Linked DNA regions of Mus musculus: region 2 is linked to region 1. The links are chromatin contacts, called in public Hi-C maps. All regions are on one chromosome and are shown on one strand. Each heading gives the region's core, a stretch centred on a gene start, on an enhancer-like site or on the middle of the called end of the contact. The rest is flanking DNA. Distances are from core to core; before and after follow the strand shown.

Region 1 (5,303 bases), core at 895-3,394:
GGAATTGAAACAGTAACACTCACAGGTAAACCTGCAACTCTCAAAACAATCAGATTCGGTGAAAGAAGCCAGAGTCCTAAAGGTCCTCATCAAAGGTGTCCACTTTATGACTGCATTTCTAACATCCTGAGAATGATAAGTAATCACTGCCTGTGAGCACCCTGGGACAGGGATACAGAGGGGAAGGCTAGATAAGAGTACAGGGAAGTTTCTGGGGGTAGAGGTGGTTTTGCAGCTGTTGTGGTGGCCTCGTAACAGACATATAGGCCATTGCATATTTAATTCTACACTTTTATTTGTCATCTTATTCTTTTATTTAGAAGGTAACCATATGCAACTCTATAACAAGAAGCTTGAAAAATGTTTATTTAAAAAGGATGACTTACTGGCACTGGAGACATGGCTCAGCGGTTAAGAGCACTGGCTGCTCTTCCAGAGGTCCTGAGTTCAAGTCCCAGCAACCACACGGTGGGCTCACAACCATCTGTAATGGGATCTGATGCCCTCTTCTGGTGTCTCCGAAGACAGCGGCAGTGTACTCATGTACATTAAATAAATAAATAAATAAATAAATAAACAAACAAACAAATCTTTTTAAAAAACCAAAGAGCTGGCTTACCTGATTGGTCAATTGGGTCTGAGGTTAAGAGATACTGTATGTCCACGAAGAGACCTGAGCTCTGTTCCCAGGTGGCTCACAACTGCCTGTAATCCCAGCTTCTGCAGGACTAGTGTCCCCTTTGTCCTCCTTCAGATCTGCACTAACTTGCACACACATGCACTCGCTCGCACACATGTGCACTCACTTGCTCACATGTGCACACATGCACTCATGCACTCACCTGCACATGGATTTCCAGTTTGGAACTCCCAGACTCATGAACTCTCTGCTTATCCTCCATTCTCCAGCCTGAGCTGCTGTACCCTCCCAGAGGCCAGGGCGAGCGTGTGTCCCTTCTGTCTCCCAGCAGCTGTCTGTCCCCGTTTAGCCACACGTGCACACTTCAAGCACATGCTTGTTGTTTACAGAGAATAAGTGGATACATCTTTCCTATGGTGGGAAATTATACTATTTCCCATCTCTGGATTTGACTCAAACAAGTAGAAGATTTCAACAACAATATATAAGGACATAGGGCAGTGGTTCTCAATTTGTGGGTCACAATTCCTAGGGGAGTACATGAGCCTTTCACAGGGATGGAAAATAATTGTATGGTTGGGGGTCACCACAATATGAGGAACTGTATTAAAAGGTTGCAGCATTAGGAAGGTTGAGAAGTATTGCCATAGAAAATCTAAACAGTGAGTTTCCAATAGACCAGTTATTCAACCACACAGGACACCTGCAGAAGACAGTGGCAGAATCAGCCACCCCAGGGGCACACTGAACACACTCTAACTCACTGACACATTGGAAAGGACCAGAAACAACAGTGTGCTCTCCTGCTACAAAAGCAGAAACTAGACATAAGTAACAAAAAGACTATGGGCGATGCTGGGATGCAGGCGAGTGGAAGAGCACATGGCTAGCACCTGCCTAGCTTGCGCTAGGCCCAGGGATAACACAGGGATCTCCAGATCGTAGGTCGCTAAATAAGGCTCTAAAGAGGAAGAATTCAGCTTTCTTTGCAATGCACAGCTGGATTCATATCCTCCCTAAACAACTAGGAAGTGAGACATCACATCTGCTACATGGGTTCGCTTCTGCATTTCACTCCTCTTTCTTTCTTTCCTTTCTTCTTGTTATTTTATTTTGCTTTTACACAGGGTTTCTCTGTGTATCCCTGGCTGTCCTGGAACTTGCTCTGTAAACCAGGCTGACCTTGAACCCAGAGATCCATCTGCCTCTGCCTCTTGAGTGCTGGAATTAAAGACATGAACCACCATCATCCAGCTGTCGCCGCCACCTTCTCCTCCTCCTCCTTCTCCTCTTGTTCTTTAAAAGATTTATTCTTGTTTTATGAGTATGAGTGCTTTGCCTGTGTGCAGGTCTATGCACCACGGCTGCAGGTGCAGTGCCCGAGGAAGCCAGGAGAGGGCGCTAGATCCCCGTACAGAAGTTACAGATGGTCGTGGCTCACAATGTCAGTGCTAGCTGACTGACCCAGTGAGTCAGCTCTTAACTCCTGAACCATCTGCCTATCCCTACCCACCCCCTTTCTTACTTGGTTCCTTTGGCCGATGTCTTCATATGTTTATCTGTCTGGATAGAAGAAAGCCTGCTCTCTGGTGTGCCTCCTGTGGCCTAAAATGATGCCTCACGCTGTAGAACTTCCAGTTAAATGAAGCGACTCAGCCTTCCAATTGAAAGAACTCAGTGGGGAAACCCCCACTCAGCTCCCGATTCGGCGTGCACCCAAGAATCACGAATAGAACACAACACCTTGATGTAACAACAAGAGGTTTTTTAATGGCGGAGCTCCGGGTCGAAACGTATCTCACACAACAGGAGACAGTGGATTCGACCACGAGGCTTGGAAGCTAGGGGGTTTTATAGAAAAGGAGTGGGGCTGGGGGAGGAATTGGCGCGGTTTCACATGATTGGTCCATTTAAACATCAGCAGCCTGTAACATTTAACTTAGGTCAGAGGGGTGGGAGCTAGGGAGGCGATGGGCTTGCCCGGGCATGTCCTGGTCTGTTCTGCTATGTTCTCAGCCCCAGGTTTCAAAGCTCAGAAACAACTCTTTGGGCTATTTAACATACATTACATGAATTACAGTTTTATTTCCTTTCATTCCCCTCTTTTTCTGTTTAGACTAATTCTAATCATAGAATTTTAGAGGTCGGTGTCCCTTAACTCTTCATCTACCTGAACTATAGGTTGATATTGCCTTTGAAGAACCATGAGTTTTACTGTATCAATTTTACTCTGGATGAAAGCCATTCCTCTATTTATTATACAAGGGCCGAAAACTAAAGCTAAGCATATCATAAGGATTGGTCCGGCTACAGCGGAAATTAAAGAAGTTATCCAAGATGGTCGTGATTCAAACCACGACTCAAACCACCCCCGTTGAGCATCCCGTTCCCGTTTCCTTCGCTCTAATCTTTCTCTCAGTTTCTGCATAGAGTCTCTAACTATTCCTGTATGATCTGCATAGAAGCAGCACTCTTCTTTAAGGGCAGCACACAGTCTTCCTTCCTTTAGGAACAACAAATCAAGACCTCTCCTGTTCTGTAAAACTACCTCAGACAGGGAGGTCAAAGATTTTTTTAAAGCGTCTATGGACTTCTCTATTGTCGCTAGGTCTTCATTGACAGCATCCCTCAAAGACTGAATTCCCTGTCTTCCTTCTATCAAAGCTGACACTCCCGTCCCCACTCTTACTGCCATACCTATTCCCATGAATGCAGCCAGGGTTAAAGTAATTGGTTCTCTTTTTGACCGCCGGCCCGCATAGCTTTCTTCTAAACTGGATGCAGGGTGATAATATACACGGGGTAACAGCTGGATCATGACACAAAAATCATGAGATGAATTAAAAACCTTAGTTGATACACAGGGAGTAAGTCCTGTATTGCAAGCCCACCATCCAACCGGGGAAGGTACAAGATAGTAATCAGCTTCTGTTCTGGACACGGACTGAATTTGTCCGCATAGGTGTTTGTGAGTGGAAGGTGGGGTACCTATACAGAGACCTGGATTCCTCGCGGATACTTCAGTCAGGGTCAGTTTTTGTCCTGTACCCCAAGAGCAGGAAGTATGGCTGCTGGTTCTGTTGAAATCTCCATTGAAGGCGATTCCTTTATAATAAGGCGGACCGGACCCGAGGACAGGCATAGCCAGCAGTCCTCAGTAGCGCTTGGATCAGTTCTGTTAAGGGCATAAAAGGCTCCTCTCACTAGGTTAAACATCCTCTGTCTTGAAGGAATCTCGGGGGTAATAGTTAGAGGTACCTGAGGAGTGGGAGGTTGGGTGATAGCGGCCATATTAAGGGGGTCCGCAATCACTGGAGTAGGCTGAGTAATTGTATGGGTGAGGGGTGTGAACTTGGTTGGGGGGCCTAAAGGATTGTAGGGGGTCTTTATTTTTAATCTGATAGTGAACAATAATCTCTCATCATATCTTTCCTTGTAAATCCTAAGACCCCAGGTATACCCTTTTGTCCATCCCAGAGCTCTCTTTCCTGGTTCAGTGAAGGTGACACGGAGCGGATGGCACCAGTCAGTACACTCGTCTAGGTCAAATCCTCCAGGTACATAAGACGCTAGGGAATAGTTGGCTGTTACTCTAATATAGTCCCAGCTCGAGGAGGGCTTCCAGCGGGCTGTACCTGAAGTCTCGCAACCCCAGCTCTTACAAAAGAAGTCAGCCTTACCTCCACACGTTGGATTGAGGGACTGACTTCGGTGGGGCCCGGGGCAGACATAGAAGGGATGGGTTCGAAGCATACTTCTATCCCTTTGGTTAGAGCAACCACCCCATGGGTCTCTCGAATGTTTTTCTACGTACGGAGGGGGTGTTAAAGGTGCCCTCTGAATGTCAGAGTACCCCTCCAAGTCCCATCCAGGAGGGGCTCCTATAGCCAACTTACAGATGTCAGGGAAAAGATTAGGCCACCAAGTCCACAGAGGGTGTACCTCAGCGATTGTCCATACAGCCCTACCCCCCTCATTGAGTACCTCCCACGTTTGTTGAACAGGACTGTGGGGGTTGAAGTCTTTTGGGATCGCTCCTACGAAGCAGGCGCAACTTAAAAGGATTAGTAGTCTTCTCTAAAGTCCACTCATCATGGCTGACTCCAGGGGGTGCTCTCTTAACGTGGGATGCGTGGACCCAAGTGGGGATTCCTTCCACTTTGACCGCGGTGGGCGTTGTCAGTAGCACCAAGTAGGGTCCCTTCCACCTCGGTTCTAGGTTTCCCGCTCGGTGTCTCCTCACCAGGACTGCGTCTCCTACTTCAAACTGATGCGGCACCTGTGTGTCACCAGCAACATAGGTTTCTTTTAGCTGTTCCCAGACCTCTTTTCTTACTATTTTAAGAGCTTTTAATCGAGCCAAAAGACTAGAAGAAGGAGAGAAAGACACATCCGGGCGATTCTTATCCCCTACGGTCATAAAAATGGGTGGGGGCGCCCCATACATTAATTTAAATGGAGTTAGGCCAAGGGGTCCAGGTGTATTCCGAACCCTGAACAAGGCATAAGGGAGAACGGCTGTCCAATCGCTTCCGCCGGATTCTAAGGCTATTTTAGTCAGAGTCTCCTTTAGCGTTCTGTTCATCCTTTCTACCTGTCCTGAACTCTGGGGTCTGTATGCACAATGTAATTTCCAATTTGTCCCCAGTTGTCTGGCCAATCC
Region 2 (5,303 bases), core at 1,463-3,962, 210 kb before region 1:
CTGACTCACACAAAGATATATTTACAATAAAGATGTTGGCCACAGAGAGCCGTAGTGAGAACAATGTTTGCCGCCCCCCCCCCTCCCGCCTTGCTCACACCAACCCTCCAGGGACTCAGAAACGCTACTGCTCCGGAGGCCTCTGGTTTTCACAGGTCACTGGCCTGCCCCACTCCCACCAGATCCGCCCCAGGTTTTGAAAGTGAAACGTTCATCCTAAGAGAACGTGAGGTCAGGGGAGCCCAGCATCAGAGGAAGAACAGAGTTCTCTAGAAAGACCCACAACTGATACATACAGAAGGGACAGTACAGAGAAGACTCCAGAGTGAGGTGAGACCTGTAGTGGGCAGAGTCAAAAGATGCCTTTTAGATGTGTGAAAATTGCTTAGTCAGGATCCCCACTACACCCAAGGCTGCACATGAAAACCAGAACCCAGGGGCACCTCTCACTCCAGATAACCACGCACGGTCCTAGAACTCCAGGACACCCACCGCTCAGTATATAGGCAGAGACCAAGAGCAATGCAATGCTCTGCTCTGCACATCTGGAGAGACGACACCTTGATCTGCCCTGTGGCTGGAGAGTCTCTCCCAGGATCCTGATCCTCCAATCAGAGATTTCTGTTAAGAGACTGGACCCGACTTTCAGCTGAGATACAGGTGAGCAGCCTTGGGGAGGCAGGCATAGAACTGGAGTTACGGAGTTAGAGCGTGAACCTTGTGTGATGATCTTCACCATAATACAGTGTAACTTGTTATACGAACTACACATATCTGCCTTCTTGCTGGTGACCTCATCACATCAGCACCTGATGACAAAGCTCCTGACCCCATGTGACTGCCCAGGCCAGCAAGCAGTACACAGGAGCCCCAGCTGAGTGTGGGGGCTCACTCATGTAGACCCAGCTACTCAGGAGGCTGAGGCAGACGACTGATGGAGTCAAGGACTTCCGTGTGGGTGTCCATGCTAGGTTAAGCATCAATATGCTACCCTCCTGAGAACCAGGGACCACTTGGTTATCTAAGGAAGGTCGAACCAGCCCAGGTAGAAATATAGCACGGCATTAGGATTCAAACTGATCAGACAGGAAGTTCAGAAGCCAGAGCCATCCCGGTGAGACACGTCTGGGCTGCACGGAGCCACCTACCTGTGCCATCTTCTGATCACAACAGACTGTTTTAAAAGGTAGAACCAGAATCTAATCCAACCTCTATCTCTACTGAGCAGTTTGAAGGAATGCAGGAGACAAGGAATGTATTAAGGCTACACTTGGGTTTGATCGCCCAACCCAGGATGATGGGCAGATCCATCAATCTGAGGGATGTCCAGTGTTGGAGAACCAAGAATCAGGTGACAGGTAGGGGGATCCTAGATGCCCTATGGGTTTTAAGCTGCCGTCTGTCATCATTCATAGGCAAATGAATAGAAGGCTTCCTGGTTGTGCCACACTGGGAAACAGGAGCGAGTGGGCTGGAAGGCCTGTGCCTGGCATAGCTGAGCAGTGAGATTCGCTTGTCCTGTCTTTCTTCTGAGAGGTCCTCACTCCTCCTACCCCTGCTCCCTGTCCTTACCCTGGATACACTGACGCAGCTCTGTCCATGGCCATGAGAACAGAGAGACAGACTGACATGGGACCCCTATTGTAAAGAATAAACCTGCTCTCAGAGGCCATCCTGGACACATCACAGCAGTGCAATGTGGTCTGGCAGCTGCTTTGACAACTCGGGATTAGGAAGACAGGATGAGGAGGTTACGGAGAAAGCAGCGAGTGATTTATCATCCTTAGGCCATTGGAATCAATTATGGATGCACACAAGTATGTATGGCATTTCACCTACTCAACTCTCCCGGAGGCCCAGGGCTGGGCTTAGACATGGGAGCCAAGAGCCCAGCATTAGGGCCAAACTCTCACGGGCCCTGGGCCAAATGAACCCCCTTCAGAGTTCGTGTTCTATCTACATAATTGATGACATCTCATGTTGAAGCCTGACCAGGGCTTGTGACCAACGTCAGCTTTCAGCTCATGATATAGTAGGGACTCCACTGCCCTCAGAGTCCCCACTCACTCCAACCCATCCTCTCAAGCCCTGGAACCAACACTACCAGCTCCCAGGGACTGATCCCACTGCCCCCAAGCGGAAGCCAGACGATCCAGTATAGCATGTTGGCCTTCCAGTTATGGTGGCCTGATCCACCCCTTCAGGATCAGCGTGGGACACCCACAAACATCTTTCACCCAGTGGGGAGCTGATGCGTATAGCAGATCTCTGTTTACTCAACAGGCCCTACCCAGGGGTACAATGACTCGGGTTTTCTGGTCTTTAGCCTTGTCCAGCAGTGGCTTCTCTCATACCCTCTGCTGCCATGCTGGGTTCTAGCCCAGCCACTGGAGGTCCAGGGAGCCCTCTCCCTCCCCACCCCCCATCATCAGTAGGTGGCTAGGTGATATGCCATGGCCACTTCCTCCAGCCACCCTTAAGTAAGTTCCCAGCCCCTGCACTAAGGCTACCCTCTCACACCTGATGATGTCACTCTAGGAAATGCAAATGAGGGCAAAGCACAGAGTGGCTTGTCCTGTATGGAGTAGGTAGAACCCAGCCTTCTGCCCACACCAGGGGGAGCCAGCTCCTGCCTGGTGGTGGGCCTCTGGCTCCCTTTAAAGACCCCACCCAACCTCAGGGTGGCCCTGAGTCTATTCTGAGCCCTCTGAGAAATGAGCCAGGGCAAAGGTTTCTCTCTTTTCACAGACTTGTGTCTCTGGCACGTGTGCTCTCTGTCCTGTCTTGGGGGAGGTTCCCTAGCTGCTTGATGGAGTTTGGCTTCCCCCACCCTATTCTTCCCAGAAGAGCCTGATCTCTGGATTAGACAAAGCCTCACTCTGCAAACTTGGCTGGCCACGGTCAGAACAAAACTCAGACCTCCCATCTACCTACCCACAATTCCCTCGTTTTACCGGGAGGAGCAGGCTGAGTAGCTGAGGCTAGCCTCCCTGCCAGTCAGCCACCTTCGCTTCCCTTAGACAGAACTCAAGTAGCGAGGGGCCGGGAAGCCCACTGCGAGCTGCAAACTCGAGGTTGTCCCCAGCTGTGTCACAGGCCACCCCCATCCAGCAGGAACAGCTTCCTGCACCAGAGCCCCAGTCCCCTCCCACTTCTGGAACATGCACCCAAGCCACAGACCCGAAGTCCCATAGCAGGTGTTGCCTACGGCCACACCTGCAGCAAGGGATTCCAATGAAAACCTCAATGTCTGGCTGCTTTTACGCAACCGGCCGGAAAGGGAATTGGTGACCTGGAGAATGGCTGAATGCTTCCAGAAGAGCAAGGTCAAGCTCATCGGGACAGCTAATGATGATGGATGCAAGCTAGGCTGGAGGGGCTCCTGAGGATGCCCCAGGGATGGCAGTGGGCGAGGCCTCTGAGCCTGGGATCTGCCCTTAAAGGAACAGGAAGGAGGGGAGGGAGGGAGGGTGGAGAAACAGACTCCCGGCCAGCTCCGTGACCCCTCAGCTTATGCGAAGCAGCCATACTTGCTCTCTTCTTTGTCAAGGCTCCATGGAAGCTCAGCAAACTGAGGTGGGAAGAGGCTGTACTTCCAGCCTGCCCACTCACTGCCTAGCCTCTGCCTCAGAAGCCGTGAAGGCCTGCTGGGTATAAGGGAGTGGCCTCTGGTCTCCTGCTCCATTGCTGCCTCTTCAGAACTGATCTGTAAATTCCCCCGACACTCCCCATGAATTTGCCTGCTTGGCTCAGTGGATCTGTGAGATGCTGGCAGCATCTTCCCATCTCCCTCATAAATGAATGCATTAAGATTGCTGGCATGTATGCCTTTGGTATGTATATGTCAGGACATCATCTTCTAAAACCCGCCTTTCATACAGGGGTCGCACTGCTGGGAAACCGTAGAGCAGCAATCTGAGCCCAGATCAGCCCACTCTACCCAGAGAGGGAAATCAGCCCCACATCTGCATGTCATTGAAGTGCTGCTCTGCTTTATGGTGGAGGAAGTCCAAGTTCAGGGATGGGAGAGAAAGCAAAAGCCAGCAGACAGGCTGTCCCAGGTGCTGTGTGCGGCCTGTTGCCCTTACTAAGAAGCTCAAAGCTGACCATCTTAAAGACACCACCTTGGGGCAGAAGAAGGACGGGCTGACACCCAGAGAGGCCCCAGGTGAGGGGCTGGTATTTCAGAAGGATTAGACTGTGAAGGAACGCCTAACACTGGGCGCTGGCTTTGTATGGGTACAGAGGAGCAGGTGGGTACCAAGCAGCTGCTCAAAGGATTCCCATAGCAGGGCGCTAAAAAGAGACAAGGGCTCCCGGATTGTCCAAAGCTCTGGGCAGCTTTATCCCCCCTCCATCGAGTTCTGGCTCAGAGATAACGATGATTGCTCCCCGGGGCCCTCAGAACATCCTAACCTAGCATGTGAGCGGATCCTGGATTTGAGCATCCCGGGCTCTGGCAGTCTGTGCTCACGATGGCAAGTCTCCGAGCAAGGCTCTGACTCCTGCCCATGTGTACCGTGGGGTCCGACTATGGGTCTCACCCAGGGTCACAGGACATCTCAGAAGGTCACTGAACCTTTCCCTTTCACAGCTTATCCACATGCAGCATCTCTTCACACCCTCCACCCTGTGACCAAACAGGTTTCCGAGGTGGCTGAGCTGCCCAGGGCATCTCTGCTCTGTTCTGCTTCATCTTCCCATGGTGCAGGCTCCTGTGCAGGCCCAGAATGGTGGAAACTATCAGAAGCATCACAGTCTTCACCAACACACCTGGGGGTTCACCGTGGCACCCCAGAATCGATCAGGACACCGCACAGGGTGACGATGTTGCTCCTACTGACCACCATCCTGGGCGCCTGTGAGGGCAGAGCTCTGGCTCCTGCGTGAGATTGAGCCCAACCTTCAAACGGGGCTATTTTATCAAATTCCAGGTCCACCCCTCCAGAAGGGTGAGCCCTCCATCCCCGTAAACACACAGAAGCCCAGGGGAGGCAAACTCTGGTACCCACCATAAGCCAGGGCCACTGAGCACTTTCCTCCAGCCCGCCTGTCCACACTCAGTCATGGGGCAGTGAGACTTGACCGTGGGAACTAAGAGGCTCCTCCAGAAGCCTCAAGCTACTCAGGGGGTGAGAGATGAACTCACTGTCCATGGCTGGAAGCAATAATAAACACACGCAGGCAGGCAGCAAGAACGTGGAGGCCTGCAGCCCACAGTGCAGTGTGTGATAAACAAGAGGCCCGTATTATACTCCAAATATACGGTCAGCCCTGCACCCCAAACACGTTCACCCCTCTAC

The links. Hi-C and Micro-C count contacts between places; a contact is called where the count stands out from the background.
Region 2: a Hi-C map of embryonic stem cells shows a contact between it and region 1, with 4 times the contacts expected there. The contact joins two enhancer-like sites. A contact is called at or near these places in 1 of 15 datasets of contacts at CTCF or cohesin (embryonic stem cells), 25 of 484 Hi-C or Micro-C datasets (the G1E-ER4 cell line, the P5424 cell line, brown adipocytes and 5 more), 3 of 115 datasets of contacts at active chromatin or transcription factors (all in embryonic stem cells) and 1 of 9 other capture datasets (embryonic stem cells).

Annotation. Positions count from the first base shown.
Region 1 is chr8:121,838,267-121,843,569 of GRCm38.p6, reverse strand. It overlaps Gm42048, which reads right to left. Exons shown (of 4, transcript XM_030243893.1): 2 at 2,166-4,919; 3 at 387-538. Among named protein-coding and RNA genes, the nearest start is that of Gm42048, 6.9 kb to the right of the region's middle. Within about 2 kb of position 2,144, at least 57 of the 459 cell types and tissues checked have an H3K27ac peak or open chromatin away from gene starts, as enhancers often do. A contact at or near this core is called in the G1E-ER4 cell line, embryonic stem cells, stem cell-derived motor neurons and 1 more, where this site is marked.
Region 2 is chr8:122,053,595-122,058,897 of GRCm38.p6, reverse strand. It overlaps a transcript of Zfp469 not described here. Among named protein-coding and RNA genes, the nearest start is that of Gm34413, 39 kb to the left of the region's middle. Within about 2 kb of position 2,712, at least 43 of the 459 cell types and tissues checked have an H3K27ac peak or open chromatin away from gene starts, as enhancers often do. A contact at or near this core is called in the G1E-ER4 cell line, embryonic stem cells, stem cell-derived motor neurons and 1 more, where this site is marked.